Linked DNA regions of Zea mays: region 2 is linked to region 1. Evidence: chromatin contacts called from public Hi-C data. All regions are on one chromosome and are shown on one strand. The core of a region is the stretch at or near the end of the contact, and the rest is flanking DNA. Distances in the headings are between cores, read along the strand shown.

Evidence for each region. Hi-C and Micro-C count contacts between places; a contact is called where the count stands out from the background.
Region 2: a contact with region 1 is called in a Hi-C map of leaf, with 3 times the contacts expected there. The contact joins the promoter of LOC542747 here to the promoter of LOC100500956 in region 1. A contact is called at or near these places in 5 of 25 Hi-C or Micro-C datasets (bundle sheath, ear, leaf and 1 more).

Annotation. Positions count from the first base shown.
Region 1 is chr3:7,064,459-7,070,552 of Zm-B73-REFERENCE-NAM-5.0, forward strand. LOC100500956 reads right to left here and starts at 2,685. Exons shown (of 5, transcript NM_001322363.1): 1 at 2,601-2,685. LOC100272718 reads right to left here and starts at 4,445. Exons shown (of 3, transcript NM_001360105.1): 1 at 3,908-4,445; 2 at 3,425-3,678; 3 at 2,804-3,348. The coding sequence starts at 4,270. The coding sequence ends at 2,988.
Region 2 is chr3:7,313,272-7,319,365 of Zm-B73-REFERENCE-NAM-5.0, forward strand. It overlaps LOC542747 (eukaryotic initiation factor 3), which reads left to right and starts at 2,401. Exons shown (of 14, transcript NM_001112256.2): 1 at 2,401-2,522; 2 at 2,667-2,748; 3 at 3,557-4,038; 4 at 4,466-4,681; 5 at 4,765-5,127; 6 at 5,212-5,241; 7 at 5,501-5,728; 8 at 5,823-5,984. The coding sequence starts at 2,703.

The DNA of each region.
Region 1 (6,094 bases), core at 1,435-3,934:
CTGTCTGCGAGGCTTCTGATTCACCGGCCTGGCGTTAGGGTTGATCTTCAGGTGGTGCTCGATCACCTCCCTGGAGATCCCAGGCATCTGCGACGGCTCCCATGCGAACACGTCGGCATTTGCCTGGAGGAAGGTGACGAGCGCGCCAAATGTCGGAGAGGAAATTCTCTGGCCGGGTGGCGGAACGCACCCGCCCTAAATCCTAAGATGAGGAGGGGCGTAAACATTTTGCCTGCTAGATGGAATCGGGAAGATCACAAGAACACACAAGGTTTAGAGTGGTTCGGGCCGCCAGAGCGTAATACCCTACTCCACTGTGTGTTGTATTGAGCTTGAGAGCTTGAGCGTCTAAGTTGGGCCTGCCTTGTAACGTCGTGTGCCCTCCCTTTTATAACTCAAGGGGGCACGTACAAGGATACTGAGCCCCGACATGTGGGCCCAGAGGCAAAATGGAGGGAAGTAACTAATGCTGTAACGCCTGGGCGATGTCCGAGCTCCATAATATCCGTAGTGCATATAGTATTGATATCCTGCGCTGCTTCCTCGGTAACGCGCGAGTGATGATGAGCATAGTGTACGCCGTAGCACGGGCGTACTGCCTGTCAACAGAATGGACAGGCACGCCGCCTGCAGGATGGCCTGGTCGCCGCCCGTCAGCGGACTGGACATGGCACATTAAATATTGAGGCGGCACATCGCCTGTTAGTGGAGTGGACAGGGCTCATTAAATGTCGAGGCGGCACATCACCTGCCAGTGGAATGGACAGGCGGCGCGCCTTATCCGCAATAAATGCAGAGACCGCGCGGCCTAGAGGCCTTACGTCAGGCTCCGCTCGCTGGCTTACGGGCAGTAGGCCATGTGGCAGCATCGGGGCTCCGCCTGAGCGGGGAGCAGAGGCGTGTGTGGTATGGTCCGGACACGTGTCAGCTCCGGACCCCCGCCTGACCTTGATTAAGGCCTAGGTATTCTTTGTCTCAGAATCACGGGGCCCTGCTGTGAGTGGCCCGGACCCCACACGGAAGGGTCCGGGACCCGTCCTAGGGGTCCGGTTTGTACCGGTGGAGGTCCTGGACCCTGCCCTGAGGTCCGGTCCGTATATGCAGGGGTCCGACACTTCCCCATGGGGGTCCGGACCCACTGTTGATACCTTGGAGGATATTGTCTTCCCTGGCCATGTGGCGGCCCCAGAGCCGTCCACGTGGTGGGGTCGGGTGCTGTTCACCACGCGACTAGAGATAGCCGCGCAGGCACCGCGTCTTCATACTGTAGTAAGGGGTACCCCTGTTTCAGGGTACCGACAATAGCGTAGGTTGTATGTAAACGCACAATATTCAAAACTATATTTTTTACACACAATATTTAAGGTCCAATGGTCGACATAGCAGCAGCGTCATGTATAGTTCATATAAAAGTAACACATGAGGTTAAATTTAGTCTACGACTCAAAAAATATGGGCTGCTATTTTTAATATTCATGTATGTGAACTCATGATTATTCAACATTCATGTATTTGAACTCGTGGTTATCACAAATAAGCATAGTGGATTATTAGCTTAGATATATTCATGTAATTGCCGTTTTAGGTGGAAGCAATAATTTTTGTTTCGGAAAGAACACTTTTTCGCAAACCAAAATACACTGGTGTGTAAAAACTAATATTGCAGTTTGAAAATGATGGGGTACATCTCCTCATAAATTATTGGTATATTGACAAATGAAAAGAACCTATGAGTGGCCATATAAGTAACTCATTTGTTGTAAAGACAAATAGCAATATATTTGACCATGCAATTTACTAATAGAGGTCGTACTCTAGGTAACAGCCCACCGTGCAGAAGATGTTTTAACGTGAATCAATCACACCACTGATGAGGTCGATGAGTGAGCTACAAAAGCACAATTAGTATACATATGCAACATTTTATATGTGTGGATATATAATAGGGAAGGTGATTGGTGTAAAAATCAACAATACATTCTAAATGTGTTGCATTAACGTTTGCATGAAGCAAGTCATGCAAAAGTGTCAAGCAAATAATTTGTTTGGAGAATTAGATCGAGCAACTTGAACACATGGTCCACATCAGTCTACTTTATTTGACAATCTAAAACTGTTGTAGTAGCGGTTGCAGCAATGAAGCCTGCAAACGTGTTAACCCAAAAAAAATCAGTTGGACATTCAATCGAACAACCTGTGCGCGTGTTCGCAACACTCAACCCTCCTTCCCATGCCCCTTAATGGAGGTCCTCATGTAGTCGGTCACACATCACTGTGGTGTATTAGAGCAACGTGAGGTAAGGATGGGGACTTGGACGGAAGTATTGCAGAAGAATGGATGAGGAGGTGTGGGGAGGACGATCCGAGAACCAAACGAAGTCAGAACTGACGATCACAACATCTCTAGGATGGACGCAAGAGGTGAAGGTGTCAGTGCGAATTGGAGAAATGCAATGCAGATAGAGCTCCAACTTCAGCAAGGCACCTAGAAGGCTAGAACTCTTCACACGCGTGTTGGTAGCTATGCAGCGTTGCCAGAGAGGATGGAAAGTAGAAGAAAGAAGGAAGAAATCACATGCGAGGCGAAGTGAAGCACATACCTTATGTTGCCGGGGAGAAGGATGTCATCGTCGATCGGTCGGTGGTTTGGGAACCCTAGGCCGTCGTCCGCAAAATCACCGATGGTGAAAGCTAGGTAAAGAACCCCCTTCCAGAAGTAGCGAGAGCAGTCTAGCAGAGTCAATCAGAGCAGTAGGAAATTCACAGTCGTGCGATGCATATCTGACGGAAAGGCGACGTGGCATAACGGGTGAACGGTTTTCTTCACTATGGAATTTCTAAACACCGCTCTCTCCAGCGTGTGAAATTATTCTCAGTTTCAGGCGTTCATCGCTCGTCGGAGCAGCAAATCCGCGCCCATCCAGAATTAGTTCCACTGCCAAGTAAAAAACCCATACCATGGCGGGGCACTTACATACATACATACATCATTTACAGAGCGAGGCAAGGATGCGGCGCGGTGGCTCGAAGGAGCGCCGGGAGTGCAGGACGGCCCAGTTGTCGAGGAGGAGGATGTCGCCGCGCCGCCACGGCACGGCCACGCACTCCTCCTCCAGGACCCGGCCGCACGCGGCGACGACGTCGGCGGGCAGGGGCGAGCCGTCGCCGAAGGTCACCGCCTTCACCGGGTCGTTCCGGGCGTCCTTCCACCCCGTGTAGGCGGCCACCATGCTGTTGAACCAGACCTTCCGCCCCCGGCTCTCGTCCCACTTCACCGCCGGGATGGGCCCCATGACCGTCCTCACGCCGTCGCCGGTCCATTCCAGCTTCATCCCGAGCTTGGCGGCCCTGTTCATGCATAAAGATGTGACAAAGGCCCCAATTCTTCAGATGGGTATATACAATGCAATGGTGCTACTGCTACCTTTCCTCAGCAACGGCTTTATCTTTAGTGAGAAATGTCGACTGCCATCCACGGCCGATTGGCGAAGACGGGTCATCGCCCTCCCCCAGAACCCTTGTATATACCAGCCCCTCCTTCTCCAGTTTCTCCACGAATTCGGGGAATTCTTCCTGCATCCTCTTGTAGACGTAATGGCTCAGTACGATCGGTGTCTCCCCGCCACTCTTTGGCTCCACTTCACAGAAGAAGAACAGTTTGGACGGAAACGTTGGAACCTAAAAAATCAAAGCGTGCGTGCTGTATTGTAGCTTGGTCATCAAACTGAGCTCTACGTGAAAAAAAAGATCAATCTAATTTTGAATTGAAAAATGGGTACTAGGCTTAAAAAGCAAGCCCACGTTGCAGATGTACATGTCGTGGCCACTGCGTTGTCTCCTGAATTTCAGTTACCCCGCTGCTGCTCTTATGGTGCCAGAGTGCAGGGGAGGCTCAAGACTCGATTACCTGGGCCATCTCGTGGTGGAAGGGGATCTTCTGATCGGGCGGCGACTCGTTGGCGGTGAACACCCGGCCCACGACGTTGGTCCGCGGCGCGGCGCCGCCGACGTACGGCAGCTCCTCGTACCCGAAGGCGTCGACGGCGCGGTCGAAGTCCGCGGCCGTCGTCGCGGGGAACCCGCGCAGCAGCAGGGCCCCCGCGTGCCGCACCAGCGGCTCCAGCCGGGACGCCCTCTCGGAGCGCACGGCCGCCAGGAACTCGTCGAGGCCGCCGCCCGCGGGGGCGCTCGGGACCAGCACCGCCGGGAACGGGACGCCCTCCACGACGCGCTGCTGCGGGAGGCGCGCGTCCCGGAAGAAGCTCGCCATCGGGGCTTCGGTTTCCTTGGCTCCCGTTGCCGGGCCGCGCGCGGGCGCGTGGATGGAGACGGTGGAGCGGTGGATGCGAGACTACGAGAAGCGACGAGGGGCTTCACTTCACGGCGTGTCCGGATTCGTTGGGAATTCGGAATGATGCTCTGGACAGAGGGATGAACCGTGAACGTGGACGGCTTCGCGGGAGTTTTCCGTCTTGGCCTGGTGTTTTAGGGAAGCGGGACTACAGGAGCCGGTCAGGGTCACTCACTTTGGCAGTGTTGAGTGTTCCGTTCCACTTGTCACACACCAAAGCTCATGCGCATAGACAGGTTGAAAACGGACCGACATATTTTTGTGTTTGCCCATAAATCTGAGGACGGAAACACGAGAGAGTCTATTCCATCTGTTTTTGTGGGATTCTATTTTTTCAAGATTTAACCCGTATTTATTCTGTATTCAAGAAATCCGTGTTGAGCCCAATATACATTAGTGCATAAAATAAAGCCTTATATTCTTAAATGATATGTTATAGCATAAGTAGCCATTCTAGCCATCGTCTCTCTTGAATGACAAGCGGTCTAAGTGTAATGTCGTAGGTCGATAGCTTGTTGTACGTTTGAGTTAGATGCAAGATAGATCTGGCCAACGTAGGAAATAAGATTCAAGTTATCCTCCGGTCAGTGTAAGAACAGTCAAAGTTCCGGCTACGAATCTCGAGAGAATGCCAAGGACTTGGTCGCTGCCTTGCGGAGGCGCCGCGGCGGCGGACCCCGACCAATAATCTGGTTGTGGCTCGACGTCGGCGAAGCTGCTTGGTGGTGGTGGCGGTGGCTTTCTCCTCTTTTCCCCTCGGCGGTTTCTAGGTTCAGGTGATCTCCTTCCTCCCGCTTCCCTACCCTCTGGTCGCCCTCTGGTCTTCTCGATTCCCCCTGAATGGACCTAGCCAAATTGGATTTTCGGCCGGAGATCGTCTTCGAGGACTCTCTCAGGCTCTGTTTGGCCTCTTCGGTATGTCCTGAACGTCCGAGTCTTCCGTCGTCTTTCTGGTTGGTGATTTCATTTGGTATATGCATTTTCAAGCTGAACTCAGATCCTGTTGGCTACCTTCTCCAAGCTGCCCTGGGAGGATTTGCGGTAGGCTTTGAGGTTTATCAGCTTTTGAAAGTTGACTAGAGGGGGGTGAATAGGCGGAATCTGAAAATTATAAACTTAAGCACAACTACAAGTCGGGGTTAGCGTTAGAAATATAAACGAGTCCGAAAGAGAGGGCGCAAAACAAATCAACCAAGGAAATAGAGCGGATGACACGGTGATTTGTTTTACCGAGGTTTGGTTCTTGCAAACCTACTCCCCGTTGAGGTGGTCACAAAGACCGGGTCTCTTTCAACCCTTTCCCTCTCTCAAACGGTCACCTAGACTGAGTGAGCTTCTCTTCTCAATCAAATGGGACACTAAGTCCACTACAAGGACCACCACACAATTGGTGTCTCTTGTTTCGATTACAAGTGTTATGGAAACAAAAAAGAGGAAGAAGAAAAGTAATCCAAGCGCAAGAGCTGAAAAGAACACAAAAATCTCTCTCTCTCTCTCTCTCTCTCTCTCTCTCTCTCTCTCTCTCTCTCTCTCTCTCTAGTCACTAATTTGTTTGGAGTGATTCCGGACTTGGGAGAGGATTTGATCTCTTTGTTTGTGTCTTGTATTGAATGTTATAGCTCTTGTATGAGATTTGAAGGCTGAAAACTTGGATACCTTGAAGTGTGGTGGTCGGGGGTATTTATAGCCCCAACCACCAAAAGAACCGTTGGTGAGGGCTTCTGTCGAATGGCGCACCGGACA
Region 2 (6,094 bases), core at 1,151-3,650, 250 kb after region 1:
AGCTCCGCTGACACTTCCCACTCTTTGTTACTTAGAACTGGAATCAGAGGTGTCAGGCCTCCGCGAGGGCGCAGATAGGGTCATAGAGCTCGCCCAGGCCTATGGCGCTAACCGGGAGGAGCGCCTTCTCGATGTTCCAAATTAGGTCTATCAAGCTGTTCGTCGTGGCGCTCATCGCGTCGCCGCCGCTGCTGCTATGACCTTTGTGTAGTTCAGGTTGGGCTACGAGCTACGCAACGTCGCTGACCTATCAGAGGATGACTTTACCAACGATGTCAACCTCGTCCTTCGTGGAGAGCCTGTCGCCGGAGGCCGACACGTCGAAGACCATGGAGTCCTCACGCTCGGTCTCGCTCGACAGCATGGCGAATTGGCGACTATGTTGGATTGTTGGCGACAGCAACGCGGAGCAAAAGTCGATCGACGTCGTGAGTGTGACGGCGACGGGCGCGGAAGCCGCGGCTAGGGATGAAAGTATGTAAGCAGTGGCGGAGCTCTATAAAATTGACGCCCGGGGCCACTTTTAAAAAGCTCTTTAAGATATCATGCGTAGGATAAACATAGAATAAAGTAATATTTATCTCAATTCAGCACCTTAAAATACGAAAAACTTGATACAAAGTTAAAATTACCTAATTAAAGATGATTTGGTCCTTCCTCGCCTCTAATAGCTTCACAAACATCAGCACGTGAATTTAAACCTACACATTGCATCAATTTGCTTAATTGGCATGCGAAGATCAGGATCAACGACAACTTGATCAACAATAAAATGATCTTAATGTTTTTATCCTCTTGATTCTCGTGTTTTGATGTCAATCTACAATAACAAAGTAATAATGCAACATTTAATAACCAACATATAGTGGAAATGGGAGAATAGGGGAGAAGAGAATACTCACAAATCACCGAATCGGTGGGACAATGAAATGGCTAGTGCCTGGTGATGTTGTCTAAGACTTTGGAGAGTTCAGAGTTCAGAGAATACTTATAAATCACTGACTCAGTGGGACAACTTGTTTGCTCTCTGATGTGGACTGATGACCTTTGAGAGTTCAGAGTTAGAGTCCTAATTCTTGCACCAAGACAGCCGAACAGGAAGGGGAAGCCGCCAAGCCGGCAAGCCGGCGCGACACCGTGATTCTGGACTGAGACTGCCGTATGGAACAATGGGTGGCTCCGTGGCTGACCTGTGGACGCCGGAGTTGGTGACGCCGCCGACCGCCGTGGAGGAGCCGAGCCGCCGGCGAGGAGCAGAAAACAAATGCCCGCTACGAACCGTGGAGGGAGGCAGGAAGCAGGGCGTAGGGCCACAGGGAGGTGAGGAGGTCGCTGACTGCCCAGCTTGCTGGTTGCTAGATCCATGGAGGGCGTGCAGCGGCCGTCGAGCTTGTCGTAGTGGGCACCGGCGACCAGCCGTCGACCTCGAGTCCTTGAGCAAGCAACAGAATGCGAGCCGCCATGGCAAGGTTGAGGCTAGGTCCATCAGGGTTGCAGTTGCCATATGCCCAGGCTTCAAGTGGAGAGGAAGGATAAATGGGCCAGAATTTTTTGGATGAAAAAACCTAAGTATAAATGGATATTTGGGCCACGACCCGGGCCATGACCCAGGTGGCCCGAGACCCAAATCCGCCCCTGTATGTAAGTGATAATCCGAATTGCTAGAACAAATTTAATATTTTGAAATAGATATGTATAAAATTTGATGTTGATATTTTTATGTTATCAAGCACATTATTATAAATAAGAATATTTTTTTTGCATAAATTGTTGTATGCATTATTTGCTCCATACAACAAAAAATTTTAAAAACCAAATTTGTATCCGAATTCATACCGAATTTTAAATCTATCATTTAAGAAATTATATAATAATTTTGTGAATTTTCTTTTATGGATTTTTACATGTTTAATGCTTAAAAACAAGAATATAATATTGCATATTACGATCAAAGTAAAAGACACAAAATCGGTATCTAAATAGTTATCGTTTTCATCCTGTCCGCAGCCACCGTGGCCTCGTCACGGGAGCCTAGGCCCTAGAGGCAGGGCGTTGGCGAGGTCGAGCGAGTCCGCGAGGCGGGCGGCCGTGGTGGCGTTGACGAGGGGGGAGTCGGAGTCGGAGTCGGAGTCGGAGTCCAGTTTGTTATGCAACACCGTCGCGACGCACAAGACTCCGATCTCACGGAAGAAATTTCCACCCCGTTTTTTTGGGAATCCATACTGAACCTCGGATCCATGATCAAGGGATGAAAATTATCCATGATGACGTCATAGCATGGTTGTGTTGCGCAGATATCTCCGGCCGTTTGGAAGGAGAAGGCCTATTAAAGGCCCAACTATACACAGGCCGCCTATATAAAAGGAGAGAACTAACCCTAAACTCCCAACCTTCGCCTCTCCTCCCGTTGTCAGCCGCCGTGCCTGTTCTCTCTGCCTTTCTAAAAGTGCGGCGACTGGTTGGGCTGCCGCCGACTGCCGGGGCCTTCGCCGACCTCTTCGCCGGCGAAGAGGTCCCATCAGGTATTGCCAAAATGAGTTCCCAAACTCTAATCTCAAACTATTTGGCTGTTTGATCGATGCCTGTTAGCTTCTAAGTTTTTTGCAAAAAAATATCGGGTGTACATGCCTTTGCTAGATCCCACCCTAACTGTTGGTGTGGTGCAGGAGAAGGAGTAGATCGTCGACCCAGAACCCTCGCTGATGGCGACTTTCGCGAAACCTGAGAACGCGCTGAAGAGAGCCGAAGGTGAGTTGCTGGGACTTGGGATCGATTTTTATCTGCGGGTGGTAGTTGTTGATGCTATGCCTGCTGCATGCGGGATTTGTCAGACCCTTGCGAATTAGCATAGCGTGAAGATGATGCGTGTGTTACTTGCTCTGATTGAATAGGGAATGTTTACTGCTGACGAATCTATTTACTGCTTGGTTCTAAATGTTAGTTTAGTTTGAAAGTTGGAATATTGACTACATTGATATTGTTACATTGATTAGGTGAACCTTGCTTCCTGCATACAAATAAATATTAGCCAGTTGTCTGTTCTCATTACATGAGGTATTTTGTCCCATTGAGATTTTTGTTTTGTTTTGTTTTGATGAATTATGTCATGCAATTGGTGGGAAGATAGAGAGAAATAGAGGAGTAGGTACAAGATGAGTTCAAAGTTTTGATCAAATTCCTAAAGAAATTCGTGATTTTTGGGTTTTTGCATAGGTGAACCAAAAAATTCAGTTAGAAATACTTAAAAATGCTACAATGTATATCGAAGTTAACACACCACTACACCTATCTTTAATAATTTGTGAAAAGCGTCCAGCCCTCCAGCATATGATATCTAGGGATAAAATCCCACTCCACTAAATGGAACCTTGTAAAGTTTATGCAACATAAAAATGATTTGTTTAATTTACCTGAAAACAACCAGGAAGGCTGGAATTTGAGGATTCTTGTGACTGTCAATTAAAAAACATGGTTGCAAATTCTTAAGAATCTGCTCGTATTGGTGTGTTGTCATAAAAGATGTGTATGCTGATCGCTTCCTCTGCTTTTATTTCAGAATTAATCCATGTTGGTCAAAAGCAGTCAGCCCTGCAGGCTTTACATGATCTCATTACCTCGAAAAGGTACAGGTCATGGCAGAAGCCTCTCGAAAAGATCATGATGAAGTATGTAGAACTCTGTGTTGACCTGAGGAAAGGCAGATTTGCAAAAGATGGTCTTATTCAGTATAGGATTGTCTGCCAGCAAGTAAACGTGTCATCCTTGGAGGATGTCATAAAGCACTTCATGCAGCTTTCAAATGAGAAAGCTGAACAAGCTAAGAGTCAGGTCGAAGCACTGGAAGATGCTCTGGATGTCGAAGATCTTGAAGCAGACAAGCGTCCCGAGGACCTCATGCTCAGTTTTGTCAGTGGGGAGAAAGGAAAGGACCGATCAGATAAAGAGGTTGTAACTCCATGGTTTAAGTTCCTCTGGGAGACATACAGGACTGTTCTAGAGATACTAAGGAACAATTCAAAGCTTGAAGCGTTATATGCTGTAAGCTATTCTCTTATGAGCATTTTGTTGCTTGCTTCTGTTGAATTTACTTTGTATGTGGCACATAAATTTTCCATGGTATTGGTACAACACATTACCATTTGCATAGTTTTTATTACTGAGAATTTACATCTTTTTTCCTCTCCATTTAACAACCATTATTCAGATGTATGTGCCAATTCAACCATTTTTTTACCTGAATTCAGCCTTTTTGCTATTATAAATGGTATCTAGCTGTCAAAATATATCTTGTGAACTCAATAGCTTAATGTACTGGCTGATATTTTGGTTAAACAGCTTGTCATTACTGACTTTCCTATTCGATCATGTGCCTACTGTTAACTTGCATTCCGATTTTCTCATTCTACAATTTCTCCAGAAAATACCATGAGTAGATTTTGTGACTGATTAACTTTCTAATATGCAGATGACTGCTCATAGGGCTTTTCAATTCTGTAAACAGTATAAGAGAACAACTGAATTCCGTAGGTTGTGTGAGATCATCAGAAATCATCTTGCTAATCTCAACAAATATCGCGATCAAAGAGATCGTCCTGATCTGACTGCACCTGAAAGTTTACAACTGTATCTTGATACACGTGTTGAGCAGCTTAAAGTTGCTACAGAACTCTCCCTTTGGCAGGTTTGTTCCATTACTTATGTATTTTAATTAATTCTTTACCCATATACAAATGCTACATTCCTTGAATTGTCCCTGGATTGCAGGAAGCCTTCCGATCGGTGGAAGATATCCATGGTTTGATGACCATGGTGAAGAAAATGCCAAAACCATCTATCTTGGTGGTCTATTATGCAAAGTTGACTGAGATCTTCTGGATATCGGACAGCCACTTATATCATGCGTATGCGTGGCTCAAGCTTTTCAACTTGCAGAAGAGCTACAATAAAAACTTGTCTCAGAAGGATCTACAGTTAATAGCATCTTCTGTTTTACTTGCTGCACTATCCGTGTCACCTTATGACAAAAAATATGGTGCATTTGAGACAGAGAATGAGAAAGAGCGCAACATGCGTCTGTCCAACCTTGTTAACTTTTCGCTTGATAACAAGCGTGAAAACAGGGAAATGGTTTGTTATCCAAACTGTTTGTGAATTAAATAGCATGTTCAGTAGCATGTTTCCACCCTGATCTTTCTGCTTTTCCTTTTGCAGCCTTCAAGACCATATCTTCTATCAGAGTTGGTATGTGCTGAATTGTACTGTTATACCTGCAGCCATGTTATCTATTTTTTGAATGTATTCTCTGTCATCACATGCATTTTTTTGAGTAACCGCTTATTAGAAGCACTTAACACGATTCTACTTTTACCTAGTTGGATAGATGAATTATGAAATCATTGTTATCTCTTTTCTCTGGCCCCATCAATATAGAATGAGTATCATTTCTCTTGCTGTCATATCATAGATAGCTGTAATATCTATCTATTTGTATGGCTTGTAGGCCTCCAAAGGAGTCCTTTCATGTGCTTCCCAAGAAGTGCGAGATTTGTACAACCTTTTGGAACATGAGTTTCTACCTCTGGATCTTGCATCAAAAGTGCAGCCACTTCTTTTGAAGATTTCAAAGATTGGAGGGAAGCTTTCATCAGCTTCTTCTGTTCCTGAGGTCAAGTTATCTCAGTACATTTCAGCATTGGAGAAGCTGACAACATTGAGAGTGCTACAACAGGTCTTAATTAAGTTCTGCTATATATGTTTGTACATAACTTGTAAATTGCTATATGTTGCAATAATGACTTCTAGTGTTTCTCTTCCAATTTCAGGCCTCTTGTATTTTTAAATCCATAAAGATTGATATGCTCTCAAGAATGATTCCATTCTTTGACTTCTCTGTCGTGGAGAAGATTTCTGTTGATGCTGCCAAACAAAATTTTGTTGCTATAAAAGTTGACCATTTATCGGGAGTTGTTCAGTTTGGTACTGTGGTATGTGGTCCTTACTGTGTCCATCAGTTCTAATGTGTTCTAGCACTGAAATTATCTGTTCACAGTTTTCTCTTGGGTTGTAAGCTGAGTCATGATTAAAGATGTGTTAT